Linked DNA regions of Rattus norvegicus: region 2 is linked to region 1. The links are chromatin contacts, called in public Hi-C maps. All regions are on one chromosome and are shown on one strand. Each heading gives the region's core, a stretch centred on a gene start, on an enhancer-like site or on the middle of the called end of the contact. The rest is flanking DNA. Distances are from core to core; before and after follow the strand shown. Region 1 overlaps Sdccag8 (SHH signaling and ciliogenesis regulator SDCCAG8). Region 2 overlaps Sdccag8 (SHH signaling and ciliogenesis regulator SDCCAG8).

The links. Hi-C and Micro-C count contacts between places; a contact is called where the count stands out from the background.
Region 2: a Hi-C map of the A7r5 cell line shows a contact between it and region 1, with 3 times the contacts expected there. The contact joins two enhancer-like sites. A contact is called at or near these places in 3 of 12 Hi-C or Micro-C datasets (the A7r5 cell line, Schwann cells and frontal cortex) and 1 of 1 datasets of contacts at active chromatin or transcription factors (oligodendrocytes).

The regions. Positions count from the first base shown.
Region 1 is chr13:91,345,809-91,350,834 of GRCr8, reverse strand. The region is part of intron 12 of Sdccag8 (SHH signaling and ciliogenesis regulator SDCCAG8); the gene reads right to left. Among named protein-coding and RNA genes, the nearest start is that of Sdccag8, 62 kb to the right of the region's middle. Within about 2 kb of position 3,269, at least 6 of the 93 cell types and tissues checked have an H3K27ac peak or open chromatin away from gene starts, as enhancers often do.
Region 2 is chr13:91,441,707-91,446,931 of GRCr8, reverse strand. The region is part of intron 16 of Sdccag8 (SHH signaling and ciliogenesis regulator SDCCAG8); the gene reads right to left. Among named protein-coding and RNA genes, the nearest start is that of Sdccag8, 160 kb to the right of the region's middle. Within about 2 kb of position 1,506, at least 14 of the 93 cell types and tissues checked have an H3K27ac peak or open chromatin away from gene starts, as enhancers often do.

The sequences.
Region 1 (5,026 bases), core at 2,020-4,519:
GGGTAGTAGACGGAACCTCTAAAATGATGATCCAAGAAAAACCCTGTGTTTGTGAGTTGACTGTTTTCAGATGTTCCTTACAGTCAAGGAAAGATGACTGATAACCTTCCTTTAGCATGAAGCATTTCTTGCTCTTATCATATAAACGCTTTATGGCTTACATCACTATATACCTTTGATAGCCCTAAATTACAGCACACTCTGTGGAGGTGTGGGAAATATGCTGAAGATCTGAGAAACGTTTAGTTTTCATTTTGATCATTAAAAATATACATTATATAATTATATTCTGGGTCACCTGTTTCCAGAACATCCATACATCATTCTAGGGGTGCATTGTGAAGGTGCCAAGGAAGAAGAGCAGACAACCAGTTGTGAGCACCGTGTTTCTCAAACAGGAGTCACAGATACATCACCCCCTTTACCATGAGCGCACACCATGCTGTGCTCTGGCTGAGGAGGACATTTAATTTCATAGACTTTGCAAAAGCTACGAGATCCCCAGATCCCACCCTCACAGTTGCTGATGCCTAATGGTAGCCTTGACTTAGTGTCAGGGTTCAACTCTCATGGAAAATTAAATGATGACCGTTTTGTAATTAGATTAAATTGTTTAAAAATGCTAGGCATTTGTTTCATTATTAATCACAATAACAAGAATCTGATCTAGAACTGCTGAGAATAAAACATCATCCTTATAATCTCAACACAGGTGTCATTTTATAAAATGAGAGTAAATAACTGGAGAAGGTATAGTGACATTTGACACTCTGTGTAGCTTGTTTGTTTTATTAATACTTAATTCAAAGTGCAAAGGGAGAAGAGAATATGTTCTGTAAATACAAAAACTCACAATTAAAACCAGAGGGTGGAAATTGCTTCCCTTACCCAAGCTTCTAAGTTCACCTGGAAAGAAAGTGGGTCTCTGGGATGTTTCCTCCTTGCCAAAGCAAGGAGTTTTGAGGCAACCGTGTGGCTCAGCGGTGGAGTTCGTACATAGTATGCTGAGGTTCTGGCTTCACTGGACAGCACCAGGGGGAAATGTTGTCTTTAGGTTGATGGTGCACAGATAAACTCTGCACAATCTGTGGTTCTTCTTCATCATAAGGCATTGCTAATTCTCCATGTATCAAGATAACCCAATTATTTATTTATATGAAACGAATTCCTACTTGTCCCTAACATTGCCAATAAATGTTACTGTGTATTATCTGAATGCTGGAAATCTTAAACTTTCTGGTAGACGTGGTGGCAGACACCTGCAGTTTGAGCTACTCTGGAGGCCAGGGTAGGAGACTCACTCAAGCCTAGGAGCCCAAGGACAGCCCTAGTGACACAGTGAGAGTCCATCTCGAAGGAAGGGGAACAAGCCGGCTGATGCAGCTGAGCGGTGCTGTCCCACCGCTGAGCTAGTGCTCTAGCATGCACAAGGCCCTGGGCTCCTTCTCAATATCATCTAAAGCAGTGGTGTGGCAGAGAAGAATGCAAGAAGAAATTAAAAACACGTGTAAAGTATAGCACTCTATCTTGACTGGCACAGGGCCTTCGGTGTAAGTGCACAGGTAACTGGGAGCAGCACATTGCAGATGTCCCTGCTCCATGGGTGGACAGTTATAAAAGGCCGCCCAGGAGATACTGTTAGCTGACTAACGCCCAGAGTCAGGAGACGTGTGCTTTCCTTGACTGTGTTCTCCTTCCTCACTCTTGCTCAAGCTGCCATGTTGGGCCTTCGAGCCAAATGCCCTTCTCTCTCCCATCGGTGCTGGGTAACATCCTGGCCACCTTGCAAAGATGCCATCTTCCCCTCTTCCAAGTCCCCAGGTCCTTTTGTAGTCACTGACATAAGAAGTGTATTTGCATAGCTACCTTACCTTTTCTCGCTGACAGAAATTCATTATAGGCCAGCACAATGCACAAAACATATGGCTGCTGGATTAGAGCAGCAAGTAAAGACTAAGGTGACTGGATTCTAAATCTGTCAAGGTTTTTCTTTCTCCAAAATCTGACCTGTCGTCTTCCTGTAGAAATGTATGTAAGTGGCCACATTAAGGTGATTCGTGTAAAAAAATAGAAGCAGTATAAAATTGTTTAAGATAATATTCACTGAACAGAGAGAACGCAAGACTCCCAGGCTATGACTGCGACATGCAATGCATATGAATACAAAGCAAAAGGCAAAACAAACAAACAAAACCCAACTTGTTCCTTTGTACGAGACTTACTGGCTTCTGTCAATGTTGCCCGTGTTTGCACAGTAAACACTGTTTGAAATGTATACACAGGTACTGGTGCTGATATTTCTGAGCCACTAAAGCACAGTGTACTGTCCTGCATCTAATGCCTGTCAGCTTGCTGGCCTGCAGGGACACAGTCAAATAACTGCTGTCACCTAATAGTAACCAGACTTGCAGGCTTGGCAGGTAAGCAGACACTGTGAAGGCCCAGCAGGCTAGCCTGGTGAGTCAACATTTAAAGTTAAGATAAGTGTGCAGAATCCACCTTACAGTTTTCAGTTCCTACCCAAAGGAAAGAGTCTCTTAACGAATGCTTAGCTCGTAAGGTGAATTACTTCTCAATGTGAATGTTTTGTTATGCTTTTATCTAAGATAAGCTTAAATCAATAATTTCAATTGATATCAATACTATTTGTCTATTTCTATTTATCATTTAACTTTTTAAAAAATAACTATAGTAAAGAGAATGATCACCTTTTCTGGAAAATTAAATTACAAGTAAACCACAATAATATGCTTTACATATGAATATGTATGCATGTTTCTATGTTTTAGTCTGAGACATACACATCCTGTCACCAACAATAACCAGGAGTGTGTTAGCACACAGCTGAGCAGTGTGGGCAGGAAGACCCTTGACCTGCCATCCCCACCACTCATTTTGAGCTGCGTCTCTGGAACGACAAAGCAAAAGCACACATTTACTTTTTTCATGGTTAATTTTGTGATTTTTACCGATATAGTGTTATCCTAAATGAAAACCTTATTTGGCACAGTGCTTTAGAAAAATAAGCTCAATAATTTGAGACTTTTATTAAGTGGAGCTATGTTAAAATATCTGCATAATGCAATGAATTTTATTTTGTACCAGGCATCATCCAGGATAAGAACAAAAGACAGTGGCTTATTAGACAGACGCTAGGTTGAAAATGTTTCTCAGAAATCTCAGTTAGGCTGTGATAGGAACACAAATTTCTCTAAGTATGCTGAACAGCGCTTGAGGGCATACTTAGGGAAGCTTTATTACATCGCACACGTGGAACCAGATTCTCCCTCGTGGGCTGCAGCCAGCGTGAAGTTCACACTACATTAATTTGCACTTGTCGATATGCTGCTTTGCAAGGATTCTTACGGCATGTTCAAATGCATATTCCGAGTCCCCAGCTAGAATATAAACTCCCCAAGGGCAGGACCTGGACTTGCAGTTATTTACCCCAGTGTCTAGTAAGCTGGTTTAGGGAAGCCATGCCCCCAGGAGCTGCTGTAAGACGGAGGAGGAGGGACAGGAATGTGTAAGGCTACAGCATGAAAGAGAGCGTGAAGAAGATGGCGAGCAGCGCTGTCATCACCAGGCCCACGTGACTGCACGCGCCAAAGCCATGCCCATGTGGCCCCCTCCCAGGCACTGGGTAGAGGGAGAAGTGTGATGGCGGGTGGTAGCTGGATGAGTCTCTGAAGTCTGGATCTCAGACTTCACCATTACCTCAGGCTGCTGAACGGGTGTGTGGCTTCAGAGCGATGAGCGCTGTAGGAGATTTACTCTAGTCTGTGGGTGCTAACGCTACAAGTAGAAAAGACGAACACTGCAGCTACCCACTTCCAACACAGTACGGGTCTATTGCTGGATGCTCCCAGAACTACACAGTGCGCTCCAGAGGCCCGCAATCTAGGTCTCGAGGCACATCACACTGTTACTCTATAAAAGAAAAGAAAACTATTTTGGGGAAGCTCATTCCATGGCCCACTGTGTCTGTCTATTCCAATCTTCCTATAGTCAGGAAAGTCTTACTAACTGTGCACCACCAGTCAGTCACAGGGATTAAACTGCCGGAGGCCTGACTTTCCACTTTAAACATGGAGATCAGATCCTCCTAGAAAGAACCAGCCTAAACCCTGAAAATCCCAACACAGGGTTTCGGACTTGTCTACATAATAAGGTACAATTGGACAACCTCCCTTTATTCTTATTTCTCTGGTCTTAAATGAGTCTGACTTTTAGGAGCTAAGGGGTTTAATTTGGTCTCTTTGCATTAAATAGATTTCCTCCAAATATCCAATGAACTGATTTTATGAAGTAATTCCTGCATAATTTCAGTTCCACGGTGCTGACTCACACTGGCTATAAGCAGCTTTTAAAGACTTCTTTCTCTAACATTTCCAAGCATAACGTTTGATGGTTTTGTACATGCAACTATAGTCTTAAGTGTTTGCTTTGATGACTTCAGAAGTACTTGAGACATTGGATGCTTCCTGCTCAGTGTTAAGTATCACTCCAAAGATCTACCATCTGTATACCAAGAAAAGCCATGTCCATTTTCTTATTTCTAAAAAGTAAAATTTACAGTAACCTATACGTTCTATTGTAAAGAAATGATAATGCTGCACTTCTTCTTTCGTCTAAGCCACACGCCATTACTAGGCAATGCTCCCCTAATAAGATACGGATGCAGCCACCACGGCTCACCTGGAAATGTATAAGGACACAGCCACCACGGCTCACCTGGAAATGCTAGCAGATATTCGAGAGAGCAGAGATAGAGTACTCACTGTTCCATAAACTATTTTCAGACTCGTAAACTATAAGTTATAATTCAAGGATGACCTTGTCCAGTAAAGCATTCCAGTAATACAAAAGAACCTCCCACCTCAGGGAAGGGCTGGCAAGCTCTTCCTGTAAGGGTTAGAAAAAATATTTGGGTTTGTGAGTTATGTCGTCTCTGCCACACCTTTTCAGCTCTACTTTTTAAAAAGATTTATTTTACTATTTTAACTAAGTATATGTAGGTGGGTGA
Region 2 (5,225 bases), core at 257-2,756, 98 kb before region 1:
CTCGACTGAAATCTGAGCATGACCTGAGCAAATCCTTGGAGACTGTCCTTGGTTTACAACTAAAGTAACACTGCCTGTCCCACAGGACGGTCAGGAGAACTGGACAGTCCAGCGAGTGCAGCCTGCCCCACTGTGGACCCCGTAAGTTTGACTTTACAGGTACCGCAGTTGTTATTTTAATGGCTGCTGCCAAGCATAGACAAAGTTCTCTCTGTCTGCATTAGCTCATTCAGCGGAAAACTGCTCTGCTAGGTGGGAGCCTCTCTTCCATCTAATGAATGGAGCAACTCCAACTCAGCAACAAAGACAGGCAGTGTTAAGACTCCAGTGCCTGCAGTCTGACTATGTTGCTCAGGCTGGAACCGAGTTCCCGGTTCAAGCAATCCTCCTGCTTCAGTCTCTCAAGTAACAAGGCCTCCAGTTGTGTGCCAGGGTGCTCAGGTGTATACTGAACCCTCCCCTATGCCAAGTGTTTTGCCACCCAGTTGATCTTGAGATTAACGCCACCACGATGCTCACTTTACAGAGACTTAGAAACACTGTCTTATTTCATAAATAAATTAGCCAGCGTCCAGGCCTGACCATAACACTAGGTCTCTCTCTTAAGCCCAAAATGCTAATAATGAAAATAACAACGTGAAGACAGGATTAAAAGGCAAACTTCTGTGAAAAATCCTGGCTCTGGTTCTATATATTTGCTGCCTCGGCGTCTGATGATACCTAAAGCATCTGATAGGAAATCTCCTAGAATATAAAAAATTACGGTGTTACCAAAACGTCCATGTGCGCCACCTCATTCTAGAGCATTCTAGGGCAAACATTCCATGTGTAATACCTGCATTTAGCCTGTATGTGGGCTGCTGGCCACAGAACAGTTAAAGAGTAAGGCTGCATTCTTTACAAGCGAGAAGGACATGGCGTCTGCATTTGACCACACCCCACACTCAAGTGCACACCAGCAAAGCTGTCATTACATCTCTGGAACCTTGTATAACATCGCTGTAGCTGTCCAAGGTTTCTTTCTGTGAGAATAGACTTTTGCTAAAAATTAGCTCTCGATAGAATGTTTCCAAAGTGAAATTATTTGCAAGGCGTTCTGGAATGTTGGGAGGTTGATGACCAGATGCTAACATGAAGTCTGAAGCAGCGAGAACAGAGCCTGGTGCACACGCGCACCTCAGCAGACAGCACTCTCCAAATAAAGCCACTCACTTCCCTTCCAAGCTCAGCTCCTGTTTCTGGTGGAAAGAGGCAGGAAGCTGTCTTCGCTGTGTGCTCTCAGTCTTCCTGTGTCTTCTATGTCTATCAGCCAAGCCTCTCTTGCTCTGGAGTGGTCCCCTCTAGAACCCCATTGTCCAGGGCTCTGATTAAACGGCAGGCAGACATTAATCCAGTTAAAAGTCAAATAGGAGCTGAAACAAATGTAGGCAGTTCCAGGCTCCAAGATAACTAACTCGGGTCTGTTGCCAGAGCCCTGGTGTCTAGTCCAGGAAGGCCTGTGCCCTGGAGACTCGGAGGGGCTTAGTACTAAGTACAAGGTATCCCATTGGTGATATCCCTGGAATATTATTGCAGGCATCTTTATGAAGGAGTACCCTCATCTCTCCAGGTAGACGTCTACACAGTACCCGTCCAGTAGAGGGTATCACTCTGTTCTCAGAGGCTGACATTTAAAATGATTCATCCTCAACTAATTCCATATGCTGCAGAGTCCTGGCTTGTCCTAGGAGATCCAAAGTTTATTTCCAATGTTGCTAGCAGCTGTGGCCAGGATGAACTTCCTCCCCATCAGACTTGTTAGTGCTTGTCTTCCCTAGCCTGCCCACTTGGGATGGGACCTGGAGGCTTGCTTTCCTACAGCACCCTGCATCCTGACTCACAGAGCACTTCCCACAAGCCAGGCACTGATCTGAGCACTGCTGTGCCGTGCTCAGTCATACAGATGAACGTAGACCACAGTGAGCATCTGCTCTACGTGACAGCACACAAGTGGCAGAGTGGTAGAGCCTTGGTTTGAATCAAAGAGATGACGTACGTGTGTGTGTGTGTGTGTGTGTGTGTGTGTGTGTGTGTGTATTACTATGTAGTCTTGGCTAGCTGGAACTCACAAATTAAACTGGGGTGGCCCAGAACTTACAGAGATCCACCTACCCCTGAATCCTCAGTGCTGGTGCGCACTAAAGCTGTGCCCCACCGTGCCTGGCTTAGACCACGTGCTCCTTCCTTAGGCGTCTCAGAAGCATTACACAGCAAGCTGTGTGTGGCCAGTTCAGAGCCAAGGGACTTGTAGCCTGCAACGGCCTCTCTGTACCTAATTTCCTCAAAGTAACAAAGACCCTATCTATCTCACAAGGTAGACAGGAAACAATAGACATTAAATAGTGATATGTGCCAGCCAAATGTCAGTTATGTTCCGCTCCCTCACTCCTCACTGGCTGCCATCTGTCAGTACTAACTGGACCACTGAACGGAGCTAGGATCCTTTGCTCTGCCAATGAGAGACAGGGAAACACTCACTCCTGCTGTATTCAGGATGTACACACCTCCCACAAATGGTCACAAATGGACTGGAATGGCAGTAAAAGAGCCAACCCCGGGGAAAAGAGAAGGCAACAGTCACCACACCGGGAAGGGACAAACAAGAATAGCCCTTTCCTCTGCAGACCCTTGGGTCAGGCTGGGTGTGTGAACATGGAACAAGGACTATGATACAATACCACGGCAGCAATGAACGAAACTCAAAGGATGGGAACGAGAGCTGCACTTTATACAAAGAGAGATGATGCCTGTCTTCTAGAGACGGCACACATTGTTAATGCAAACAAACAGCTGTTTGGAAAGAAAACATTATTTCTAAAACCCAGATGAAGCTCTATTTATTACATTTCAGAGACATTCAAATTATAGTGTCTGAAAACTATCCTACTCTGGATATCTGTGACACCTAAATTATCTGAAAATTGGAAAGGTTAAGCCAAAACTGAGACTTCTTTGTGAGCAAGACTCTGGGACTGAAAATGCCTTTGTTTCCTCAGAGGCTCAGGATCTGTGGCTAGGACAACCAAGTCAGTGTGAATTCCAGGACAGGAGTTTTGGGAAGCCAATAGAATGGTATCCAAAATACCTTCAAATTCTAAATGCAAAATTCATCATTTTCTCTGCTCGGCTCACCCCTGTGTTTGCCCACTACTCTGGGCACTCCAGGGTGCTAAGCTGGAGGCAGGCCTTGATGGAAGGAGGCTCCCAGCATTCTCTGTACTTGCTGCTAGCACAGGCCAGTCACAGGAGGTGCAGGGCAGCCTCTGTGCTGGGCCCTAGAAGGGCGGAGGCTCCACTCCTGCCTTTGCCAGTGACCGGAAATGGAAAAACTGCCCATTTCCTGTGTTCCCAAAGACTGGCTGTCATACTTCAATCCATTCTGGCTTAAGAAATGTAGATAGAAGGAACCAGGCTCTGGGCCTAGACAGAGTTACTCTGCGGGTTCAATGGCCATGTTCAGTCCAGTGCAGACCATGCTTGTTCATCCCATTCAACGCAGAGTAAATGTACCGAGTTCATGTTCAAAAATCAACAAATGCATGCCAGAAACGCACACGAGTCCACAGCCCCATGTCCTCCACGCGCTCTTTCTGCGTTCTTCCCACTGTGCAGCGACCTGAACCTGCATGGCCATGAGCAAAGCTGAAGGAGCCACAGGTCTGGGCCAGCGTGCCTGCCAGGTCCTGCCACCAGTGTGCTCTCTCCCGTCCTACCCTCCATCCCACAAGCCTCGCAGGGCGCCACACAGCTCCCTCACTTAGTGAAGGCTTGAGATTGTTTCTAATGAAAGGTGTTATGGTGTTATGTAAATACACAGTATTATTTTGTCTTTATTCCAACATTACCGGTTTAAAACAGTTCCGTGTGTATAAATATGTCTAATAATGTGTTTTGTTTTTAGTAACTCCGTGGTATTCCAGTTAACTAAGTCATACAGCCTTGAATGTACAACAGAATATTCAGTGTAATCTCAGACAGACAGTTTTTAACGGTCTCTGTCTCTTTCAAATTAAGCTTCTGCTCGATGAGTTCATTAAACATTATAAACATTTGCTTGCCTAAATGGAATTGCCAAGCTGTGACCTTCTGTGACTATCCGCAGAGGCAGATGCAAAGGGTAGTGTCCACAGAGTAGCACTGGCCTGTCCTAGGGGGTGGAAACAAGGGCGTAACTGCCCAAGAACAATTAGCACAAAAGATAGCTAAGTTACCAATAGTACGAAAAAGGTTCAGAAGTTTTGCCAATGCTACCACATGCATTAAATTTCAATTTGTAGAAATCATTAGCACTGAAGATTAAAGGTTAATCAGGGTCCTGTCAGCTACTGGGAGCCAGTTTTGTTCCACTTCACAAGTGTCCTTTTGTTCAACCACATTTAGACCTTCGAGTTAGCAGGATCTACAGCGCCCACCCATCTTCCCATTGAAGGCTCTCAATAAGTTATTTCCTTCATTCACTCCAGTTACCTTTGGCACCCATAGAAACGCACACTCTTCGTCTACCTGGCCAGTCTTCCTAAGAGACCTGACTGACGGAGAGCATGTGGGTATGTGCCTACTTGACGGAAAGATCCCTAAGATCAGAGATGGTCAGTGACTTCAGTGAGTCACACTGCCAAAGATTTGTCCGGCTTCACGATGAAAAAAATCTGCCTGTGGATTCACACCATGATTGGCTTGTGCCGTGAAGACAGGGTGAGAGCCTGCATGTTTCAGAGGTCAGACAGCCAAGAGATGTGCCAAGCTGAGAGGGCAGAACAAAGCACAGATGACCACGGTGCCGGACACACATGGGAAGCTGGCCGCAAGGCAGGTGCTGCTTCCAAGACAGGAAACAGCCTTGGATCTTCAGTCTAAGGTTGTTTGTGAAAGAAAATGCTGAGTGGAAGTGCTCTACCCTGCCCTACACACATTCTGCACAGCCCCAGGAAGGACTTGGCAGCCTTTTCCTGTTTCCTATCTTAGCTGTTCCTTCTGTGTTCTGCAGCCTGGCTCTCTGTGCAGTGGACCATGCCCGCCTCTTTTCACACTAACCCATGACCTCCTTTAACCTCACACCTTGGAGACATCACTGTGCTGGTCCTTTTGGTACTCAACAAGTGCTGGGGACACGTGAGTACTAAGTGAAAGTGACATTTGATGACAGCAGCATAGTGGCATTGACTATGCTTCTAAAGCTCCTGCTT